Linked DNA regions of Mus musculus: region 2 is linked to region 1. The links are chromatin contacts, called in public promoter capture Hi-C maps. All regions are on one chromosome and are shown on one strand. Each heading gives the region's core, a stretch centred on a gene start, on an enhancer-like site or on the middle of the called end of the contact. The rest is flanking DNA. Distances are from core to core; before and after follow the strand shown. Region 1 holds the start of Fahd2a (fumarylacetoacetate hydrolase domain containing 2A). Region 2 has its middle 18 kb from the start of Prom2.

What was found. Promoter capture Hi-C pulls out the DNA fragments that hold promoters and counts their contacts.
Region 2: a promoter capture Hi-C map of neural stem cells shows a contact between it and region 1. The contact joins the enhancer-like site here to the promoter of Fahd2a in region 1. A contact is called at or near these places in 15 of 39 promoter capture datasets (the 3T3-L1 cell line, 3T3-L1-derived adipocytes, embryonic stem cells and 9 more), 1 of 15 datasets of contacts at CTCF or cohesin (embryonic stem cells), 47 of 484 Hi-C or Micro-C datasets (the 3T3-L1 cell line, DN2 thymocytes, LSK cells and 36 more), 5 of 115 datasets of contacts at active chromatin or transcription factors (bone marrow-derived macrophages, embryonic basal ganglia, embryonic stem cells and 1 more) and 3 of 9 other capture datasets (adipose tissue, macrophages and pancreatic islet).

Annotation. Positions count from the first base shown.
Region 1 is chr2:127,441,660-127,447,670 of GRCm38.p6, reverse strand. It overlaps Fahd2a (fumarylacetoacetate hydrolase domain containing 2A), which reads left to right and starts at 3,106. Exons shown (of 8, transcript NM_029629.2): 1 at 3,106-3,254; 2 at 5,547-5,797. The coding sequence starts at 5,553.
Region 2 is chr2:127,556,699-127,562,709 of GRCm38.p6, reverse strand. No RefSeq gene overlaps it. Among named protein-coding and RNA genes, the nearest start is that of Prom2, 18 kb to the right of the region's middle. Within about 2 kb of position 3,154, at least 37 of the 459 cell types and tissues checked have an H3K27ac peak or open chromatin away from gene starts, as enhancers often do. A contact at or near this core is called in the N1E-115 cell line, cerebral cortex, neural progenitor cells and 2 more, where this site is marked.

The sequences.
Region 1 (6,011 bases), core at 1,857-4,356:
ATCCATTCAGTGTGACTATTTTCACTTACCAACTTTTGAGCATTCTCTGTGGAGGCAGAAGGCAAGCCATTTGTCTGAGTTGTAAAGATTTCCTTCTACTCCCCATCTTAGATTTTCAGATTTTTTCTGGCCGAGACTTAGAGGAAGGTTGGTATGAGATTGAGTTCACGCCGTCATCTCAGCTACCTCCATGGCTCCCCTTTATAATTAGGCGTAGCTTCTTTAAGCTAGGCCGAAGCCTCACTCTGGATTCCCGTCTCCGACCAGGATCCTGAAGTGCCTTTGGGTGTCCCTAAGGTATGTGACCTGCAGCTTATCCAAAACCAGGCTAGTCATCCTCTCCCAAGCCCAACCCCCCCCCCCACAGAAGATGCATTTCCACGGGTGGCAGAGGCTCCACGGCTAAAGAGTCAGAGTGGCATGTCCTTCCCTCTTGAGCCTTCCTCTTGTCGTGGGGGACAGCCAGTTCTTCCTCCTGAACACTCCTGAGCACTTGACATCTCCACCATGAAGCACAGCCCGTGGCTCTCATCTGCTCTACTCCTCCTCCCCAGACAAACTTCCTTGATTTAGATTTCTCAAATGCAAGCCTGGCCCTGGGACCTCAGCTGAGTTCCTTCCAAAGGCTTTGTGTGCATTTAGATAAGGCCTGGGTGGTACTGATAGTCTGCTTGACAGCTCTAGGGTCGCTGAAAAGACAAAAACTTCTGGGCATGTTTGTCAGGAATTATCAAGATCAAGTTTAGTTAAACCCACTCTAACTTTGGGTGATGCCATGCTGTGGCCTAAGGCCCTGGGCTGCAGAAAAACAAAGAAAGATGAGCACCAGCATTCATCTCTTCGCTTCTTGATTGCTACCATGGTATAGCCAGCTTTCTCTGGTGTCTGTCACCACTCTTCCCTGCATGGTGATCTATTTGGATCAAATTGTGATCCAAAATGTCCCTCTTCTTCCTTAAGTTTTATGCCAGCTGTTTTGTTACAGCAGCAAGAAAAGTATGTGGGGAATTCAAGGAGCCAGCCCCTCCTATTCTCTCTCTACAAGTTTTTATAATTTTTATGTGTATGAGTGTTTTGTCTGCATGCATGTCTGTTTACTACATGCATGCTCAGTACCTATATGGGCCAGAGAGGGTGTCAGATATCTCAGAACTAGAGTTACAGCTCGTTGTGAGGCACCATGTAGGTCCTGAAACTCAAACCAGGTCTTCTGAAAGAGCAGCAGGTGCTCTCAACCACTGAGCCATCTCTCCAGCCCACCTCCTCTCTTTCTGCCAGCCGTCCATGCCACCATCAACAGTACACATGAATGTCCTGGCTGAACTCTCAAGACAATCAACAACACTGAAGAAAGAAGCAGATGTCAGTCCCTTATTGGCATGCTCTGAAGTTATTGTCCAGTTTCTAACTGTGAGGATGAAGCCTGATTTTACCTGAGAATTTGTAATCGTTGATATCAGAGCTAGGAAGAATGTTGTCAACCCCACAAGCAGGCTAAGCAACCATGGAGTGATGAGTCCCAGGTTTGATGTGCAGCTCCAAGACCTAGAGCATAGCAAAATCGCCTGCTCCTGTCACATCGGTTTGGTTTCATTGTGCTGTCAACCTCAGCTGACATCATGAACTATGAAGAAGAAAAACAAAATCACACAGGAAGGAAAGCCCTGGTCTTTTTCTAGGATTGAAAACATTGGTGTTAAAAGAAAAAAGAAGTCAGGTGTGGTGGTGCATGCCTTTAATCCCAGCACTCAGGAGGCAGAGGCAGGCGGATTTCTGAGTTCGAGGCCAGCCTGGTCTACAGAGTGAGTTCCAGGACAGCCAGGGCTACACAGAGAAACCCTGTCTCAAAAAACCAAAACCAAAAAAAAAAAAAAAAAAAAAAAAAAAAAAAAAAAAGCCTCACTGGGAAAAAATAAGAGGAATCTAATAAAAGCCTGTGCTTCTTCCTGGGGCAATGGAAGCCTCGGATGCTCTGTCTGGACCTTGATTCACTTAGGAGGCTCCTTCTCAGAGTCCCCTTTACATTTTCATAGGCCAGAGGACTCGGGGTGTGGTTGTAGAGGATGTTTCCACCCGAATGCCTGCTGCCTGGACTTGCCCATCACCCCACACACACCCTTTTCCCCCTAAAATAAGGTTCGTGAAGAACAGGGTGCTGCTACAAGTAGGTGAAGTTGGTGAGCCCTGACAAGCCTAAAAAGTAGACAGGCCACCATCTGTCTTCACTGTGTGCATTAAAGAAAAAATGGTGAAAAGCTGGCTACGACTTTGCCAATGTGGTCACACTGGAAAGAAAAGAGAAAAGACAAGAAAGGAAAGGGGAAAAGGTTCAGTGACTCCCCAAAGTCCATCTTTGGAGTCCCGACATGAGGTTCAGATTCTCAAATAGAAAGCAAGTGGTGTACATAACTAAGCAGTCTTGGTCAAGGTGTGGTCTTGCCGGTTATTGATCCACCATTATCTCAGTTCCAGTCTATCCCACAAGATAGTCTGACCAGTTGCCAAATCTGTGATATAGCTTACTGGGTGACAAAACTCCTCCTCTAGCTGGCACACACAAGCTTCAGTCTTTTCTTTCCCCCAGCACACAAGATTCATGGGGGAAAGCCCAGTAGCTGAAGGAAGGACACAAGTGTCTTTTGCCTTCAGAATCGCTTCATACCTGCCAAGACAACTAAATAAGTGGTTGGACGAGCCCTTACTGGCTCAGGAGCCATCATGGGCAAAATCACTCCTAGCCTTTATGTTTTCTCCACGAATACAACACATATAGACATCCCTGTCCTTGGTGGGTCAACATTAGAGCACAAAACTACTTGTTACTGTCTACCAGAGTGCTTCCTGGACAACTATGAGTAGGTGCCTGGCCCAGAAGCAGCGCCTGGCCAGAATTAGAAGCTCAAAGGTCGGATGCGCTCTCTCCGAGCCTGGGTATCCCAGGGTCACCCTGGAGCCAGCCACGGTCTCCCCAAATGCACACACTAGGCACCTGCTGGAAGTTCTGTGGCTAAAAGAAGTACCTAACAGCAGGAGGGCGGACTTCCGGGAGGAAGCAGGTGTCCTCCTGGTGGCGACAGCTTCGTGACGTCACCATATCGCGACTGCGAAGGGGCGGTCCCTATATTCCTTGGAGAAGAGTTAAGTGCTTGCAGCGGTACTGGCTGTGGCTTCTCCGCCCTCCCCTCTTGTCCTGCGGCTCCGCAGGCGTCCGCTGACAGCGCAGGAAGCCGGACAAGTCCGGCTGCAACGACCAGGTAAACTGAGGCTAGGCCAACTCAGAGGGAGTTGAACCGGACGTTGGGAGCCGAGTGGCTGACCTCGGTTCCCAGATCAGCAGGGTCACACGCACGGCGCAGCGCCTCAAGCTGCCCATTGCTGTGCTGTTTGCTAAGGGACCTTTGTGCTGCGAGTCATAGTGATTCGAGAGAATGAAATAACCTGTGAGCGCCCGTCACAGATTCATCATCAGCGGGGCTTAGAGTTATCAGAGAGCAGGTGTTCTGCCTTACCTCCACGGCCATGACCATGGGCTGGTAGCAGTTAGGACCTGAGAGGAGTAGGCAGGATTGAAACTAGATTATCTTGCTTGAGAAGTATCTTGCTTTTGAATTAAGAACTTCAATGTCATCTAGACATGGATTCAAATGCCAATTTTCTTTTAGCTGTAAGACCCTTGAACCTTAGGCAAACCAAACCCCTCTTACCCTATCCAAGCCTTGGCTTGTTCATCTGTAAAACTGGACCAGCAGCACCTGCCAAGCCACCGTCAAGAGAATTATAGTAGACCTCACAAGTGAGACACTTGGCTTTCCCTGGGACAGTACTGTTTTAGTGTATGGTGTGACTGGTCACATATGCTGGACCAGCCTTTGGACTGTGGCATGGCGGTACTTGTGTAAAACGACAGAGCAGGAGATGGAAAGCCTTTGGTTTTCTGGCCAGACTTGCAAGCTGGCACTCTGGTGATCCTGAACAGGGTAGGTTGGCTCAACCAGGTGAGGACCAAGAGCCCTGAACTGACGGAGCTACGTCTAGCAGTCTCTCTCATTTTTAGTATAAAGACGTGTGTGTGTGTGTGTGTGTGTGTGTGTGCGTGTGCGTGTGCGCGTACGCGTACTTTAGTCTTTGAGACAGAGTTTTTCATTGGCCTGAAACTCAACAATTAGGCTAGACTGGCTGGCTAGCAAGCCCCAGGAATCTACCTGTCTCCACCTATCCGGCACTGGGATTACAAGCATAGACCACTGTGTACAAACTTTTTTATGTGGGTTCTGGGGATTTAACTGATCTTCAGGCTTTCAGTGGAAACATTTTACCAGCCATGCTGTCTTCCTAGCCCCACACTGGTTTTAAAAGAAAGCTATCCAGAAGGGAGAGGACTCTGACAGGGAATGAAGACCAGACCTAGATTAAGACAAAGAAAGGGAATGAGTGAGGATATAGAGTGCAGATTATCTGGGGAATAGCTCAAGCTAGCATGTGCCTTCCAGGCCGGCACCTGTACCATTAAAAACAAAGGCAGCACGATAATGAAGCTTAACTTTGGGTGGAGCCTGGAACTCATAGCAGGCCCTGAACCTTTTCAATGGTATCCAAGAGGTCTGGATCTGAAGAAGGAAGACATGGGCCACGTCCCAAAGTTGATCATCACTAGGCTTTTCCAAGAAGTGAAAAGTCAAGTCCCTTGCACCTTCCATCTGTTCAGTGGACAGAGGCAGTGCAAGCCTGTGTTCCATACACAGCAGCAACAGTGTAGGCTCAGTAGTTAAAGAGACAGACATTGCTACTGAACCCAGGGAGATAGCTAAGCAATGTGTGAAGCCAAGTATCTGGGCTCTTGGTGCCCTGAGTCTCCCTGTTCACCAGCAGCAGAAACTGGTACCTACTAGAGGTGATGGAGGGTAGCTCCTAAGCCAAGCTGGCTGGGGTTCTAGCTTGAGCATGTGAGCAGAAGAAAGTGTTTAACTCAAAAGGCAACAGGACCAAGTATTTTTAAAAGTTGCATGAGGTAGCTGGGAAGCCATTTCTAGCAATAGCCATTTGCCTAACTTGGGGCTGAGTCCTAGTCCTGCACACCTTAGCCTTCCCCAGTGAAGGGGGACATCCTCTAAAAGCTAGAGGTAGCGGCCTGGCCATCTTCATAACATCATCTCAACATCTGAGGCCTGTGTACATCAGTCGCTCATATCTGTTACCCCACATGCAAGACGGCAGGTCCGAGTTAGCCTGCTGTGTTTCCCACTTGCCTGCAGTGGTGGGAACTTTCAGGAAACACTGGTTGAGGCAAGGCTGGGATCCCCGGAGCTAGCTTAAAGCCTGGCCTAGTCATCTGTACTCTGGCTTTTTGAAGTATGACAGGGTGAAATGACCTGTGCGAGCACTTCCCAAGTGGCATGCTGGGACTGCTTGCTGGGGCAAAGGAGCGAAGGGATCTTCATGACGGTTTATAGTCTTCTGTCTCCTGTGGCTGCTTCTTTCCTTCATGAAGGGATCTTCATGACAGTTCTATAGTCCTCTGTCTCCTGTGGCTGCTTCTCTCCTTTTAGGCTTTGATGCTGGGCTTTGGGAGGAGGAGGCTGTTCTCAGCTCTGCTGCAGGTTCAGAAGAGGCCCTGTCAACCCTCCAGAAACATGAGACTGGTACAGTTCCAGGCACCTCACCTGGAAGAGCCTCACCTGGGTCTGGAGTCAGGGGTTGGTGGGGGAGTTGTAGACTTAAATGCTTTTGACTCAACACTCCCTAAGACAATGGTGCAGTTCCTGGAGCAAGGAGAGACCACCCTTTCAGTGGCAAGAAGGTAAGTAAGCAGGCAGTCTTGCCCTAGTTCCTCCCTCCTCCCATCCCCTTCTCCTGCCCCGAGAATCAGAACCAGAAGGTAGCTAGCTCCCCTGCAAAGGAGCAGGGGATCCCACTGTCTGTCTTTCATTTGTCCTTTTAGTAAAGAGCTAATAGAAATATAAATCTTTGCATTTTTGAGACAGGGTCTTGCTCTGTAGCCCAGGCGGGCTTTG
Region 2 (6,011 bases), core at 1,905-4,404, 110 kb before region 1:
CTAGTCCTATTTCTGTTGCTTAATTTTTTAAAAGTTTTTCTTAAACTTTTTCTTTTGTCATTGAATTAATTTTCTTTTCCTTTTAGTCTCTGTTTCGCTTACAATTGTGTGCTTTTTGAGATTGCTTCTTTATAGTCTTTCCCTCAGTTCTATTTACAGAGGTTCATCAACTTTATTAGGCCTTTCAAATTAATTTTTGGGGTATTTGGAAAGTTAACTTTGCCAATATTTACTTTACATACAATAAAATTTATCCATCTAGTGTTCAATAAGCTTGAAAAGTTAATGGCAGATACTTACCCAAACCATAGCAATGCCAGAGCGTGGGCTTGCTAGATCACCTGGTAGCTCCATTTTTAATTTTGGAGTAATTTCTATGGAGCTTCTTATTCCTTTACATTTGACTGAGTCTGCCAGTCTAACCATATCACCCTTACTCAACCCAAGAAATCGAATGCCAGTGTAATACTCTCTGCCATAGAGCATTAGCTTATCCATGGTTTCCCCAAAATACCACTTGCTGTCCCCCATCCTGTTTCCAGTCAGTAATGGCATACATTGTGTTCATTTGCCCACCTCTTGTAGTCTCTTTCAGCCCAAATTGGCATTTCTACCTGCTATAATTAGAGTCTCAAGTGTACCCCCAAAAAGCTCCTGTCTAGAAGACTGGGTCTTTAATGCAATGATCAGAGGTCAGACTTTGGGGAAGTGATTAGCTCATGAGGATGCTGACAGGCTAATTCATTGGTGGATTCCCAGTTAAATTGATTGAGGGGATGGGGATAGCCTGGAAGGCAGAGCCTAACTGGAATGGGTCACTCTGGACACAACTCTGAAAGTTAACTGTGCCGGCTAGTTTTTGTGTCAAAAGAGGGTGCACACCTGCATTCCTACTGGGAAGTGGAGATGAGAGAATGCGCCAGAAGTTCATGAGCCAGCTGACCTGGACTAAGCCATATAACAGCAGATATAAGAACCCCACTTTGACAAGGTGGAAGGAGAGACTGGGCTCCCAAAAGCTGTCCTTTGACGTCCACATGCACACCATGGCACGTGCACACCAACACTCACACATCAACACACTTGAACTTCCTTTACATTCACATTAAACATTTGTTGAGATTTACTTTGACTTTAGGTATGTGGATATTTGATCTGTATGTATGTCTGTGCACCACATTTGTACAGTGCCTATGGAGGCCAGAAGAGGGTGTCAGATCCTGTGGAACAGACATTAGCTGCTGCAGTCGTTAGCTGCCACGTGGGTACTGAGAGTCACACCCTGGTCTTCTAGAAGGGTAGCCGGTGCTCTCAATTGTTGAGCCATCTCTCCAGCCCTGCATTTACATTTTAAATGTTTTAAATTAAAATCTAACTACATCACTCTTCCCTTTCCTCCCTCCAACTCTTCCCATGTCCTGTCCCTCCACCCCCTTCCATGTGCCCCTTCTTTCTTGCAAGTGGGCTAGAGAGATGGTCATGGTTAAAAGAACATGCTGGGCGGGCATGGTGGCACACGCCTTTAATCCCAGCACTTGGAAGGCAGAGGCAGGTGTCTGAGTTTGAGGTCAGCCTGGTCTACAAAGTGAGTTCTAGGACAGCCAGGGCTATACAGAGAAACCCTGTCTCGAAAAACCAAAAAAAAAAAAAAAAGACCTTGCTGCTTTTGCAGGGGACACCACCCAGCCATCATTTGGATAGTTCACAATCAACTGTAACTCCAAATTCTGGGGATGCGATGCCCTCTTCTGGTCTCTGCACTGAACTCATGCGCAAAACCATACTCAGACACACACACACACACACACATATATATGTATATATATATATAAAATCTCAATATATATGTCACTCGGCCATAGAGCTACATCCACAGTGCCTCTGAGTGTTCTGTTTTTAACATTCCATTGTTATTCACCTTTAGAAGCCTAGTAGACATTCTCATAACATTGTTCTCAGATACAGCTGTATTTATCTATCAGGGTGTGTTCTGTGATGTCCCCCGTGGAGCATGAAACCTCCCGTAGTTCTGTATCGTGTGTGCTTTATTCTCATAGCCTCTCTGTTATATGTGAATCACTTGTCTTGTACTCCTGGGCCATTATTGATAAAAACAGGGGTTCTCTAAATGCAAGCACTGTGTTACTCTGGGAGTCAGTCATAGTAACTGTGATGGCTAAGTGACTGAGAAGAAGTAGTGTATACAGCATTGATACATTGGACCTAGAGGGGAAGCACGGGCTTCCCCTGGGGAGGATGGAGCAGAAGCCATGACAATTCATCATGCCACTCAGATCATCAAACAACTGGAAACATATGAATTGATTATTTCTGGCACTTCTCATTTAATATTTTCAGATGGTGCTTGAAATTTCAAAATGTGAGACCCACAATGTCTGTACTGTTATAGTATCACCCACCATGCAATTTCAAAATAAAGAACAAAAACCAGGGAAATGGCTTAATGGATAAAGGAATCTACCGCCAAGTCAAATAACACAAATTCAGTACCACACCAACTTGTGGGTGTGTGCCCAAGAGGAGTGAAAACACATTCACAAAAAGATTTCTGTAAGTATGTTACTAGCTCACCGTAATAGCAGCCCAAGCTGGAAGCGTCCCAAATGTTCATCATTAGTATAAAAGAAAACAAACTAGAGTGTTCATGCAGTGGGCCATTAGTCGACAATAAAAGAATGGGCTGTGGATACACAATGAATTTCACAAACATCCTGCTCAGTGGAAGGCACCAGAAGAATGCTACAGGACTTTCAGGGGACCCTTGAAAGGAGGCCAAAGTGATGGATATTAACAGAAAGTAGAAAGGCCTTGGTTGTTAGGGAAGGAATATCTGTGACAGGCACAGCGAGCTTTCTAAGGTCTTTCAAAGAGAAATTAAGAAGCCTCGGGTAAGGCGGTGTGCGCCTGTTATCTTCACACTCGTGATGCAGAAAAAGGATTACAAGTTTAAGGCAAGCCTGTGCTAAAAATGGAGCTCTGTTTCAAAACAAGAATATGAAAATAACAATAACCTAGTAACGGCCCAAGATTGGTTTAATTTGGGGTAATTGGGGCTGCCTACACAGTGATTGGCTCCCTGGGGCTGCCTGCACACTGATTGGCTCCGAGGATGCTCCAGGGGTCTCCAGTCCTATGCGTAAGAACTTCTATGTAGTTCTCAGACTTGTCACCGGGTGGCAGTGTCGACCAGTCTGTCGGACTCCTGCGGCTGCTCCATGGAGATCTTTGCCTCTGCAGCTGCTCAGCTCCACAGGGTCATTGATACCATCGGTCACTTTTAAGTAGACCGAGTTATTCACCGATTGCCTACTGAATCCAGCAGTCTCAGCAGGAAATGACTTATCTGTTTGTCTAGAACACATCTGTGGCTCTGATGTAGGAACCCTAGGGCCCTGTGGAGGACTGAACAATAGCAGAGTTCACAGACACTGCGGTGGCACAAGCTTCCTGACAGTTGGCACGCGTGCAGCACAGAGCCCTGTGGAAGGGTTTGGGAAATCAGGGGGGATCCCCTCTGCAGCCAGCCTGGTCTACAGAAACAGTCCAGTGCCAACCTGGGCAATATAGTGGTTCCCTGATTCATTTTTTTAAAAAATGCTAGAAATGGTCTGGCTGTGAATCTCAATGATGGAGTACTTGCTAAGTAGCTATGTGTTCAAGTCGGACTCCAAAGCAGTGATGGCCACCCACACAAGACTGGCCCACCAGCCTTCCATTGTGAATGGGGGACAGGCTCATGAAGTCCTCGACCTCCCAGAGGAGCTTCAAGTGCTTAATGGCTGCTAGGAGATGGGAAGGCATATCCTTAGTGGTGTGGTTGCTGATAAGGTTGCCCTTCCTCAAGCAACTGCCCCCCACCAGCCATTCATGGATGCAATGCAAGTTCAAAGCCGTGGGGCACGCTCAAGGACAGCAGAGCAAGAAAGAGGGTACCGCTGGGGAGAAGGGAGAAAGGTTAGGAGGAGGGATGGAGGGAGGAATATGATCAAAGTACAGTGTGTGGGGTGTGTGTGTGTGTGTGTGTGAAGAGAGAGAAAGATTATGACAGTCACTTGTGGCTCACACCAGTAGGATATCCTGAAGAGGTAGAGGCAGGAGTATCACAAGTATCAGGACAACTTGGACTGTAAGACAGGACTGGTGAGTTGGCTCAGCAGGTAAAGGCCCTTGCCTCCAAGTCTAACCATGTGAATTCCATCCATCCCAGGAGCTTACATGATAGAAAGAGAGAATCAACTCCTGTTAAGTTTCCTTTACTTGCATGTGTGTAACATGGCATGCCCCCATCAAATATATAAACACTACAACCATTTTTTAAAAGAACTTGTGAAAGGGTAAATCAATTTAAAACAAAGCTGCTTGTCTCCCTGCTCAAACTCACAGGTCCATAGTTCCCCTCCTAGCTGCACTGAAGAGCTCTGGTCTCCATAAGTGATCGCTGGCCTTTGCTGAGAACATACCATGTCCCCTGAACACACCTGATAGCTTTAAGATGTAGGGACTACTGATATCTCAATTTTGAGGCTAAGAAACAGGTAGGTAGGGGCTCTCTGTGTCCAGTGCCAGTGTCAGGACAGCTTGGTCGTGACTGACAGGGGCGCAGCCAGGACAGAAAAATCTGAGATGCTCCAGGCTGAGGTGCTCCTGGCTTACCTGCTGGGAAAACAAGTGATACATAACTGCCCTCACAGTGTTGTGGGGTCCATTCCTAAAACCTCTGGAGAAGGCTCCAGTTCCACACCCCTCTGTCTTAGTGCTACCCAGGACAGCCAGAGCAACACAAGACCCTTTCAAACTCATCAACAAGACTGCCTCCACGTGAGCTGAAGAAGGACACCAATAGACAGGCCAAAGAGACTGGGGGGTAGACCGAGAGGCCTCGGTCCTGCACAAAGAGTTACAGGCAACTAAGGAACACTGAGCTTGGGAGAGTCTTCCCCAAGGAAGAGCATGCCGGTCGGTTATCCAGTACCAAGTCAGCCCTGAACACATGCATACAAGTAGCATTATACCGACCGAGCAGGTTATATTTAGGAATATATGTGTGTATACATATGTGCATGCAATAACAATTAATGAAAAAGAGAGGCCATGAATTGGAAAGATGGCAAGGAGGTTTTAGAAGAAGGAAAGGGAAGAGAGAGATGATGTTATTATATTATAATCTTGAAATGAAAAAAAATCAAGCAAACCCTAAAAGCAGAACGTGATTCTCCCACGTGCGTTCTTAGCACAGCTTCAAACCCTGATCCTGTGAACAGCCCTGCTGTGGGTTGCTCATCCTTTGTATTTAAGGGATCAGAGCTTCGGAAGCTTCCCCTGTCCTCCCGTGCTTTCAGCCGGGAGTGGCTGCATCATGATTAAAGGAAGGTGTGCGCGTGGAATGGCCTGCTGATTCTTGGCAAAATGAACCTGGACTTATTTTTAGTTCTCTAATCCTTGCTTGCCTTATTATGTGGGAAGTCCTGTTCCCTGACAGACTAATTGTCTTTGAAAGACGCCCTTTCCCAAGGGGTGACTCCAGTCACATTTTTGGCTTTACCCCTGCCACCCTCACTTTGTCCAGGGGTTGTTAAAAGACTCCAAATTATAGCTCTTTGGTTTAGCTTTGTAAACATACATGCGCACACGTGTGTGTGCGCACACACACACACACATACACACTCCTTCACACACGCATACACATACTCTCTCATACACATATACTCTTACACACACATAAACACACATACTCACTTTATCTTGTAGAAAACTATGGGAGGGCATTTGGGTCAGGGGACAGCATGCACTTGCAGAGGGGAAGAGGCGTGAAAGACTGGGGTGTACTGGGGACAGGGACAGCCTCAGTGTGGCTGCTACTGGTGACAGACTGGGAGGTTTGCCAGCCTGCGGAGAAACCTAGAATGCCTTCCACCAAGAGTCCAGAGTCTAGGGATGCTTCAAGAACTACTTAGCTCCAGGCCTTACTCAGCCAGATTTATATGCTCTTG